2 separate regions of the Dromaius novaehollandiae genome follow, and region 1 is linked to region 2. Evidence: chromatin contacts called from public Hi-C data. All regions are on one chromosome and are shown on one strand. The core of a region is the stretch at or near the end of the contact, and the rest is flanking DNA. Distances in the headings are between cores, read along the strand shown.

Evidence for each region. Hi-C and Micro-C count contacts between places; a contact is called where the count stands out from the background.
Region 1: a contact with region 2 is called in a Hi-C map of liver, with 4 times the contacts expected there. The contact joins the promoter of LOC112996776 here to the enhancer-like site in region 2. A contact is called at or near these places in 2 of 4 Hi-C or Micro-C datasets (brain and liver).

Annotation. Positions count from the first base shown.
Region 1 is chr1:99,540,188-99,545,879 of bDroNov1.hap1, reverse strand. It overlaps LOC112996776 (OX-2 membrane glycoprotein-like), which reads right to left and starts at 3,553. Exons shown (of 6, transcript XM_026122445.2): 1 at 3,498-3,553; 2 at 852-933; 3 at 1-46. The coding sequence starts at 909.
Region 2 is chr1:99,221,771-99,226,986 of bDroNov1.hap1, reverse strand. PLCXD2 (phosphatidylinositol specific phospholipase C X domain containing 2) reads right to left here. Exons shown (of 4, transcript XM_026112393.2): 3 at 5,046-5,216; 4 at 1-2,458. The coding sequence ends at 2,296. Among named protein-coding and RNA genes, the nearest start is that of PLCXD2, 19 kb to the right of the region's middle. Within about 2 kb of position 2,071, at least 1 of the 2 cell types and tissues checked has open chromatin away from gene starts, as enhancers often do.

The DNA.
Region 1 (5,692 bases), core at 2,304-4,803, 320 kb before region 2:
ACGTTATCACCCATCTTCACATTTCTGTGGCCCGTCTGCGTAACCACTGCAGCAACAGAAACAGTGAATGAAATGAGCTAGTATCATACTCATATCTAAAAGAAGTAGCCAACTCTAAGGCCTGGACTACCAACAGACATAGCAATTTATTAATGACATATTGTTTCTGTGGTTTTCCCACACCTAGAAGTCCTGCTCTGGTATGATCCTAGAAGTCAATGGAGTGATCTTGATTTACACTAGCTGAGACCCTGCCTTTTTCCACTAGACTCTTTAACAGGAAAAGACACACCCCATTTCTGTACCAGGCCCTGCAGACTCACTTCAGTTTTGTTAAATCCATGCACAGCTTCCCATCTTCAGCAGACACGTGAGTGATTTTTGTTCTCAAAAAGCTAGAGGAAGATTGAATGCACAAGGAAGGCACATACCAAGCCATTCTCAGAGAACTGCGTGGAGAAATGGGCTAAAGAGAATGTTTGGACAATATAGCTTCAGTTTGCAACGTGTTTGAAACAGAGGGGAAAAAGAGAGAGACTGGGTGCTGAGGAGAGGATACAGCATGGGAAGCTGTGAACTCTCCCCTAGGGCTCAACACAGTTGCCTAAACAGGGGTGTCCAGTGTCGCTATAGGGGTGGGTGTCCCCACCTCCAAATGCTTCTCCAGCAGATCCTGTGTCACATCTACCAGGTCCATGTATATGTCTCAGCTATCTAATGTACCTCGGATAGGACCAGCGATCTGTATTATCCTTATTTTTTCCTGGCCCATACTCTCACTGGTGAAGCTTCAGGAATCAGAGATCAGACCTCCAACAATTTGCAGACAGACAAGAGGAAATCCAACTTACCACTTGCTTTTCCAAGCACAACACAAAACAGACTCAGAAGCAGAGCCTGGAAAGTCATTTTGGAAGGCAGAATCCCCTTCACCTGAAGAGAGATGAGAAGAGATGTACAACTTAATAACAGATCATCTTCCAGTGATACCACCTCTCCACGGTGTGAGTATTACAGTTGCTTTGTCACATAAGAAAAATGTATTTATGAATGGCAGACAGCAAATTTCACAGGTCCTACTACACAACATAAAAATTGCTGAGATGAAGGAGCAAAATATTGTGTGACAGAAGTTAGAAAGGCATTCATTTTCTGAATTGTTCCTGAAGGACTCACATTTATAGCCAGAATTGCAAACAGCAGTTAACTCTTTCATAGAGCACTTGCTCATGGATACTGAATTACTGAAGGGATGAATTCATGCATGCAAAGCAAAGCAATGGGTTTAATTTAAACATGCATTTGAAACCCTGTCTCTTGTAGCTCAGAGACCCACCTGAGCAGATAAAAAATTGTATAGATTCTCACTGTGATAGTAGAAAGGTCTAAACAAACATTAGCAGCAGAAGATGAGCAGAAATAGTTACTCGCTGTTTCTTCCAGCACAAACACTAGGTGACACCTAATTTAACTGCTAAAAGTGGACCATTTCAGATGAACTGAAGGAAGTTCTTGTTAACGCAACAAACAGTTTAGTGGTGGGACCCATTAACGCAGAGTTTTTGTGATCACTGCAAGGGTTCAAGCTGTGCACAGGTTTAGAAAGAAACTGGATTGTTGAGCCAGTAGAGTTGTTCAGATATCCCTAGGGAATGATTTTCCCCCCCCCCGTGTCCCCCGCCCTTATTTTATTAATCAACAAGTTATCCATTAATATCAAAGGCCAACTGTTGCAGCAACTCACTGAGAGGAGAGCTGTGCAGGGTGCCCAGTGGCTTCCACAAAACGCCCGATGTATTGCTTGCAATTTATGAAGCAGCAGATGCCCCGGGACTAGCTGGAGCAGTGGGAGAGAGGTAGAGTTTGCACGAGAGACAGAAGGGTTAAATTGGAAGAATCTTCTCTGAGGGCTTCAGGACTCTCCATCTGCCCAAAACATAATGAACTGGGGAACCTCTGGGGCATACTGCACCTACTACATACAAATATATTCTCAAGGAGGGGGAGTGGCAAAAGAGAGGTTGTGTTTCTGCTTTCCTTACTGAATAACTCTTGACTTGCTCTTCATTCCCTCAATCAGTTAATGCTGCCATAATACAACTGCCTTGTTGACCTGCCTGGAACTGAAGCTTGCATCATATAAGCGGAAAAATTTATTTGACAAAAAGTATTTTTGTAACACATATCACGTACCCCTGAACTTCTTGCCAGTATCAGCAAGGCTAGCTGATGCTTCTTGGCAATGTGTCCTATCAAGAACACAGACAAACTCCAACTCTTACAAGTTTTTCACAACATGCAACAAACAGAAAACTGAAGGAACTGTAAGCATTTTCTGTGTTATCATAGTATTCTAGAAAGCAAGGGCTGACGAATAAATGAAGGAGAAGGAGAAAGGAAATTGCTTTTAAAAAACAAATTACCAGCAAACTTGTGCACATAACACACACGCACACACTTGAAGTAGCCTGCCCTTACATTTTAAACTCTCTGGGCCAAAACAACTCCTTACACAACTCCACAGCTAAGAAGCATGAATGCACACTAAGTTCTTAAACATAAAATCAAGAAATAAGAATTTGTCAGCAACAAGCCAAATGAGTAATGAACTTGCCAGACGATAGAGCATAGTCAGATACTTCAGCATGGCACTAAAATGTTCAGACAGATATTCCTAAAAATATGCAAAAATTAATGGCCAGTATAAAAGACCAGAGAGAAGTTTCTGGTTGCCAAATGTTTATAAACCCCAGAAAGATGTGCTACACCTTCAGGAAAGCACAATTTTCAATAATATTCTACTATCTCGCTGCTTTAGCATCTGGTGAATTCCTTCACACACCATTGCTCTGACCCACCATAGCTACAAGATGTCCTACAATGAGGAACCAGCATATCCTGCAGCTGTACCGGTCACAAAAAAGTCCCTCTAAGTCAGAGACCTATTCTAGTGTACTAGGAGGGAAAAGCAAAAGAAAAGGCGTAAGAGCAGGGCAAGTAAAAAGCGATCCTTCCCATGCTCTGCTCTTTCAAATTGCATCTCAGAAGTTTCCTGAGCTACAGACTGTGTCCCCACTGCTGTATTTAATTGCCCTCAGTGACCTTTTATGATTCTTTTCCAATCAGCTTTTAAAAACCTTTCATACTTTTGGCGAAGTATACTTTTTAAAGCAAAACGCGCAGGTCTAACGGCGGCCGGAGCCCACGCACCACTGCATTACGATATCCAGAAACACTCGGAGCACAGAAACGGCTCAAGCCCCTGCAACCCCCTCGCCCCCCCAACCCCTCCGGTGTTCAGTGCACTTTACCGTCCGGACAAACCGCAGCTTGTGCCCGGCTGCGAGCTGCAGCGCGGCCGCTCTGGGTGCCAGCCGCGGGATCTCCGACGCTAATCTCCGCGCTCGGTGGCTGAACACATTTAAGGAGAGGAAAAAACAAAACAAACCCCCAAAATAGCAAAACCCGAGAAAAACCCGCGCGGAGCCGGCGCTTACTCGCGGCGGTGTCCCGGGGGCGCAGACGGCCGGGCAGCCATCCGGGGGCTGCGCTGCGCCTCCCGCCGCGGCGCCCCCCCGGGCAGCGCCGGGCCGGCTGGGCCGGGCCGGGCCGGGGCCGCCTCCCCGGGCCACCTCCGCTGCACCGCCCCGGGGCCGCCCCGCGGCACCGGAGCAGCGCTGCCGGCTGGCGACCCACCGCCGGGCGGGCCGGCACCGCCGCCCCCTGAGCCCCGACGGCCAAGCCGAGCCGCGCCCGGCGGTCCCTCTCGCAGCGCTTGGGCGAGCAGGGTGCTGCTGACCGCCGCCGCCGTGTCCTCGCCCGCACGGCCGCCCCTCTTGCTGCCGGCGGCGGCCGGGTCCTGCTCTGCCCGCCGGGAAGTCGCACGGACACCAGCCACCTCCTTGTTCTGCTTGTGCCTGGCGGGCTTGGAGGGGCATCGGCTCCGCAGTCCTCCAGGGACGGGCTGGAGGCCAGGCCAGGCTGTAGCTGCCCGGACCCTCCTCCTCCAGGACATGCGCGACATTTGCCTTGTCGCTCCCATGATGGGTTAGGGGTGACAGTGGTCACGGAGTTGGGCTTCAGCCTTGCACACCAACAAGGAGAGCCTATTGTGGGTCCGTGGGTCCATGCCCTGCTCTTTTTTAATCACCCAGCAGCAAAACTATAAACACATTTTAGCATCTGCCAGGGCTCAAGTGCCTCTGGAATCTGCTGAAAATGATTTCCTTCCCCTAAGGGCTGAACTGCCAGGAATATAACAGGCTGTTTTCCTCCTTCAGCCTTTGTGTTTTTATCAGGAACTCCAAGTACTCCCTCCATTTTTCCTTCAAGGATTACTAATATTAACAAAATTAACTGATTGTTCTCTGAACTGCTTCAGCTAAGAACACAGTAAACACTGAAAGACCGTAAGATTTTAACAATTCCAGGACTCTAAACACAGAATTAATTCCAATTGTTCCCCAAGACGGATGATCACACTGCTTTTGAGAAAAGGATTGCAGCATAAAACAGAACTCCCGTCTATTTTTAAAGAAATTTTGGATTGTATTCCAACATGCAACAAAGCAAAGTGTTTCTATGTTCAAAGCATATTCTTCCCTGATTTCACTTTGATGTTAATAATAAAAATTCATTCCTGGTGGAACTGTTACAGATTTTCATACTGTCATAAAACAGGAAAACAATAATCCAATGGCAGCAAGATGATGGAATAATAATAATAAACTACAAAAATAGTTAAGAACTGTGACATTCACAGGTGCTGGGTTGTGAATACCCAGTGTTCCAGAAAGTCGGGTTTCTTGGACTGTATAAATTTCTTGATCTCATTTATTGCAAAGCCTCACTGAAAGTTATGTAACAAATCTACTAAAGTTATCGTCAACCTGGAAAATATGGATTTTTTTTCTTAATTATCACAAATTGGAATATTAACTGCTAGCAACAGGTCAATAGCCGGGCCATCATCACCAATGAAGTTTTGAGCGCTAAGACTAGGGTGATTCTTTTCTGGACCCTCAAGCCAGATAAGCAAAAAATACCTTCTTTCTGACATGAGGCTGAAGGAAGTTTGTGTAAAAACTCAGTGAAAAATCTTAGGGAAATGGGAGGTGATTTTATTATACAGAAATTTCTAAGCAAGCTGATTTTACACACAGTCTCATACTCGCAAGCACAAAGTCGCAGCAGTGGGGGGGCTCAGGGGATGCTCTCTGTCGAGCCCTCGCCGTGTCTTCTGGGTTCCTCTGTGTTACTGATGACAAACTGATTTTTGGCCATGTCTTTTATATCTTTGGGAGTGGTCTTTGGCTATTATCTTCCTGTTGGGCTAAGAGGAAAAGCGATGGGGTGGGTGATACACTGCAATCTCCCTGCCGCCTTCCTGTTGTTATACTGTAGGATCGCCCATCTACAGGTTGTTTCTGTTGTAATTTTATCAGAACTCTGTCCTGGGCTTGACGGAAACAACCCATTTCTCAAACTGATCAACTAATGAGAGCGTCCTTTGTTATCAATACACAGCACTGTGTCTGCTGCTTGCTGTTTCTCCTGGTGCTTTCACAAATGCAGATACACATTTGTGTTCATACTTCATTCGCAGCAATTTAAAAATTTCTGTTACAAGGCTCTAGAAAGCCTCCTGTTTTAAAGCATCAGTGCTCATGGGGGAAAAAAAAGAAAGCTGGAC
Region 2 (5,216 bases), core at 822-3,321:
CTAAACCAAAGCCCTGAGTTACAATCATCTCATCTCTATTCAAATAAATACAGCTGAAGGACTAACAACTCAATCATTACTCTGTGCACACACAGTATAAATATTGGCTAGGCCTGATAAATCTCTTCTGAGGTAGATATATACAGTACAAAATATATTAAGGGTCAAATGCAAACATTATACTTTACCTTCTAGCCTTGTCCTCCACTTCTACAGGAAGTCTTACAAATGTATTATTCATTTCCATTTTATCTGCATTCATACCGGGTTTTTTGAGTTCTGAGCTCTAAGACTATTTGTAACTAAAAGACCACTGAAAACAAACCTGTAACATTTATTACTAGAGTTTGAGCCATGAGAAAAGTAAGTTAACACAAATTTCAGCTAAATGAAATCTACATGTTTTAAATAACTTTGCAGACAATAAAGCTGTTCAAAACAGGTTGCAACAGTTTCATCAACAAACAGTAAAAATCTTCTGCTGGAATTTTCAAACAAAGTTTAAAAAAACCTAAAAGTTGATTTTCAGTTTCCCAGAACTGCTTTCCATTACTTGTCCCCCCTTGCTGAAACACAAAAGACAGATTTAAAAAACAGATCCTCCATTTCCTTAGAAAAAAGATTCAGTTAAAAAAAAAAAAAAAACTCTAATGAAAAACATGCAAACAGATAAATCAGATTACAGTCTGCTCAGACCTCGGCCAAGGTTCACATGGAAGGTTTGCAAACTTTAGATAATCTTGTCCGAGTTCAGAGCTTGCAACAAACAAGCAAAATGCTTTTAGATTTTTCAGTACTGTGACACCATAATGGCAGACACAAGATAGGAATACACAATACAGATTCACTTTTTTTTTGGAATAGAACATCTATAATGACAATCTGTTCTCTTAAGTAACATAAGGAGATTAAAATAAGTTCATAATCACTGAATAATTAGTGCACCCAACAGTTGCTTTAGGAAGACAACTGAGCAGAGAAGTATCTGCTAACCAGTCACTTGTTTAAACCCTAAGATAAATCAGACTGTAGGACTGCTATCAGTTAGTCAGTTAAGTACTGATATGTACCAACATGTGACTGTCAAACACGTGGTAATGTTTTGCTGTGGATCAACACAAAAATGATTATGACTACATAAAGAATTAGCACCACTGCCTGCCTACATGTGGCTATTCCTTAGTCACAAGTGGGTACAGGCTGAGAAAATACTTCCACTGTAGCTGTTCTTAGCACATCAGCTCTCTGACATCAAGCATAACATTTGGATCAGATCTTGGAATTCACCACTGCACTGCAAACATCAGATTCGATATTTGGGTTTTGAGAAGTCCTTATCAGGCCCAGTTTTTTTTGAACAAACTTCCACTTGGCCCTCCTCTTTTCACAAAAGTATCTGCGTGAAAAGTTTTCCCCAAAGAAAATTCAATATATGGAAAAAACACAAGTGAACCACAAGCAAGAGAGAGAGGCTGCTGGGCAGTTTCTTGAACGCCTCACAACAGAAATTGACTTGTGAGTTACGAGTCTCATGATCTGTAACTGAAACTTTCTCCAAATTACCAAAATAATTCCAAATAGGAAATACACTCTCAAACACAACTGCAGTATGTGCATTAAAATAAAGAAGTCCAGAAGAAGAGCTTGGAGTCCAAAGAGGCAGAGTGTTACAAGCCTTTACATCTCAGGCCCAAACTACAGTTAGAGTATTCAATATAAGCATTAACAGCTCTCTCTGAACAAAAGCAATATTGTTTCTTCAATTAAGTCAGAGGTAGTGCCCAGAACAGTGTAACGAATATTACAGCAGCTTCCAGCTGAAACCAGCTAAGCCTGAGGTGGCCAGAGAAACAATATGACCTTAGGTGGCCTGGTAAAACTGCTGCTAGCAGCACCAGCAGTGATCCTGGGTTTGAGTCCTTGAGTTGAGAAACAAGCAGGATGCACACACGAAGACACAGTGCGTCCAGTCACCAGGGAGACGCATACAGTAATTGGGTACATCTGCTTCAGAGGCCAGCCTCTTGTTGGCAGGCAGACAACACTGTACTGCAGCAGATGTGTGCATAACTTAGTCAAACATGTAGCCACAAAAAGCCAGGCAGCAGCACTCAGACAGTACTTTGTGTTCCAGTCAGACCTACACATCAGTGAGAAAAGAGACCCTCCTGGATATGATTTTTAACCATACTTCTAGATATTTTTTTTTCCTAGATAAACAGGTTACAATAATTTCACTTAATAAAAAGTTTAGAAGCAAGTGAAGATCTCCACTGTGGGTACAATAAGACACAATCAGGATTTACTTGCAGTTTCATCGTCTTCTAAAAGAAGATCATTTAATGCAATAACTGTAGCAGCAAAGTCAACCAGCTCCACAAAGTCTGATGTAATTATGTTAACACCCATAACACCTGGTTTCTGTGTTTTTACCCAGTTCAGAATCATAGGCAGGTTCCTAAAGAGAATGAAAGAAAAAAATTATACAGTTTTAAAGACATTCATCTGTAAGCGCTCTGCTTATTTTAAATATTACATGAAGTTTGTGGATTATGTTAATAATCTCACATTTGTGATCATGTGCTGACTGGCCCCTATGAAATGCAACCAGCCTGATAAGAAGAGTGCTTAACATGGCATGTGGTTATTAGATGCTAATCATTCGGCACAAAAATATTCTTCAGTTTTTGATCAAAATTACCATTCATACAAAGCACAAATCATGGACTCTCTCTTCACTGAACAGACTGTGCTTCAGGATTTAATGGGGCACTACGATTTCCTCCATCCTGGTTTGTTTTTGCTCAAGTACATATTGATGAAAAGCTTAATTACACACCAGCAGGACTTGCATGAGGATTCCAGCATGGCCCAAAGGAAAGCTAGATCTGGCCCAAAATGTTTCCCACCCAGCCAGAAGCCTTTGCCTTAGGAAAGGGCTATTGGGTCAGTGTGCTCTGCACTTGCACCAAACACCAGTTTTCAGTCTCTGGACCCAACTCAGAGCAGTGGGATCACAGAAATCAAACCTGCACTCTAGCCCTCAGCTCTGTCAAGGCTGAGCATCTCATCACACATTATTGTAACTGGAGGAAAAGTGAGGCGTGTTGGGAGTTGTTTTAATACTACAGTGGGGAGAAATTTCAGTCATTTCTTGGACAGAGTGCAAGTCAGGAGTCTGTACAAGCTTCTGTACGCTAATATGCAAGCCCCAGGGATTTCAGCAGTTAGAGACAAAAGAATGACCAAATATATTACAATTATGTACATTAGTACCATAATATGCAAACAACATTGAGATGACAGCAGACAAGCAAATTAGTGAACAGAACAGCCTCCCGCCCCTCCCCCCCCCCCCCAAGAAAACACCCCACAGCTCTCAGATTTATGCATCAGCCAGGATGTGTAAACATTCATGCTTTAGCAAACACTGGCCTCTATTTTAATCTTTCATAGCTTACTTTCAAACAAGTAAGTGGAAATGAAGGGGACAGGAACAGAGCTACACAAAGCTTCCTACATATCAGGGGGCTAACAAAGTTCAGAGCTGTGCCAGGAATCACTGTTGAAACAAAAGAGCTTGGATATCCTATGAAGTTATCTTACTCTTTACTGGTTTAAAAAACCACCCTGAAATTCAGTATGATCTTTCTTACTTTAATCATGAGACAACAGCATATTAAACATACAGTACAGAGATACTAGTTACACCCATGTTTCCTGTTAAATATATCTACCAACAATACAATACTTATTTAGACTTGTGCAGCTTATTAACAGCAATTGCCAGTCTTGAGCACCATCTAGTGTTTAATACAAAACACAGGTTTTGGTAAAGATCAAGCTTAAGAGAATACCTGAATAAATTGTGACAAATATCATTTGGATTTAATTATCCTTTGCCAGACTAATTCCTGTATACAGGAAGGAGACCAACTCCTCCATGGTTTATATTTCACCTAGAATTTCAGTAGTTCTATCAACAACTTTTCTGGTTGTGGAACCACAATGCTCATTCTTTTTCAGAGAGGATTTTTAAGAAAATACATTATATTGACTGACTTCAAAATAATACTGTAATTACTACTGAAGTGATCAATGATTCTCCCAAAGGAACTATGAACTGGCTGTCAAGACACAGATGTGTTTATCTTGCTGCTTAGTATTATGCTCAGTTGCTCAGATGATCACAATGACAGTCAGAGCAAATTAAGGCAGTTGTGAGCATCTATACAAGTGTTATCTGGAATCTGTTACATCATTGTATCACTAACAGCTTGTCTTGACAAAACAGTCAATATGAAATAGCAAGCCAGGAGACCAGATCCCAACAGGACTGTTACAGTTTTGGCAAATAGGCTAAAAGGTGATAATATCACAAAATAAAATAAATGAAGTTACATGGATCTGATCTTGGTCATAATTATGTTGTTAATGCTATTAAGAGTTACTGGCATTCTGTGCTACTCACAGCAGACTCCTCTTCTAATGGTATTAATAGACAAATGGTACAACAGTCAGTGGCAGGGGGAAAAAGATTACTCATTTTGTTTCTGGTGAAACAGAATACCCAAAATGCAAAAAAATACTGCCCCAGGTCACATATCTTTGGCCATTACCAAAATCACCAAGTCAGACATGTACAAAAAGAAATGCAGAACTTAGCCCACAGTAAATGCAGCCTTGTTTTCCTCTGTGGTACAAGCTTTTCTTCCCTAAATTCAAATCCAGCCAATTTGGAAATAATTATTAATTTGAAGCTACAGGTCTAGTCTATATTTCATGAAATCATATTCAAAGAACTCCAGATACCAGGAAATGCACTTATGCTTACATATATTCCCTGTTACTGAAGGCAACTGGAAATAAAGTAATTCATGATTTTTAAAATGACTGCAAATATCTGGCATCAGCAACAGTAATAAAATAAAATTGCATGTTTCCTAAAAGTTCATCAAGTCATATTTTTTCATTTGTCTTGCTCACTCATTGCCTCTTCAACATGAAAGGTGTTAAGTTAAAAATCTGAGAGATCAAGTCCTTACCTATGAACAAGTGTATTCTTCAGACCACGGATTAGATGCCGTGCAATAGTTTTCACTCGAGGCGTGAGAATTGCTTGAGAAACATGAAAAGTCCCGTAACGACTTCGTTCCTCGAGAGTGGTCTCCAGGAACTGTAAGAGTTTGTGCACATTGGTTGTGTTAGCCCATGGT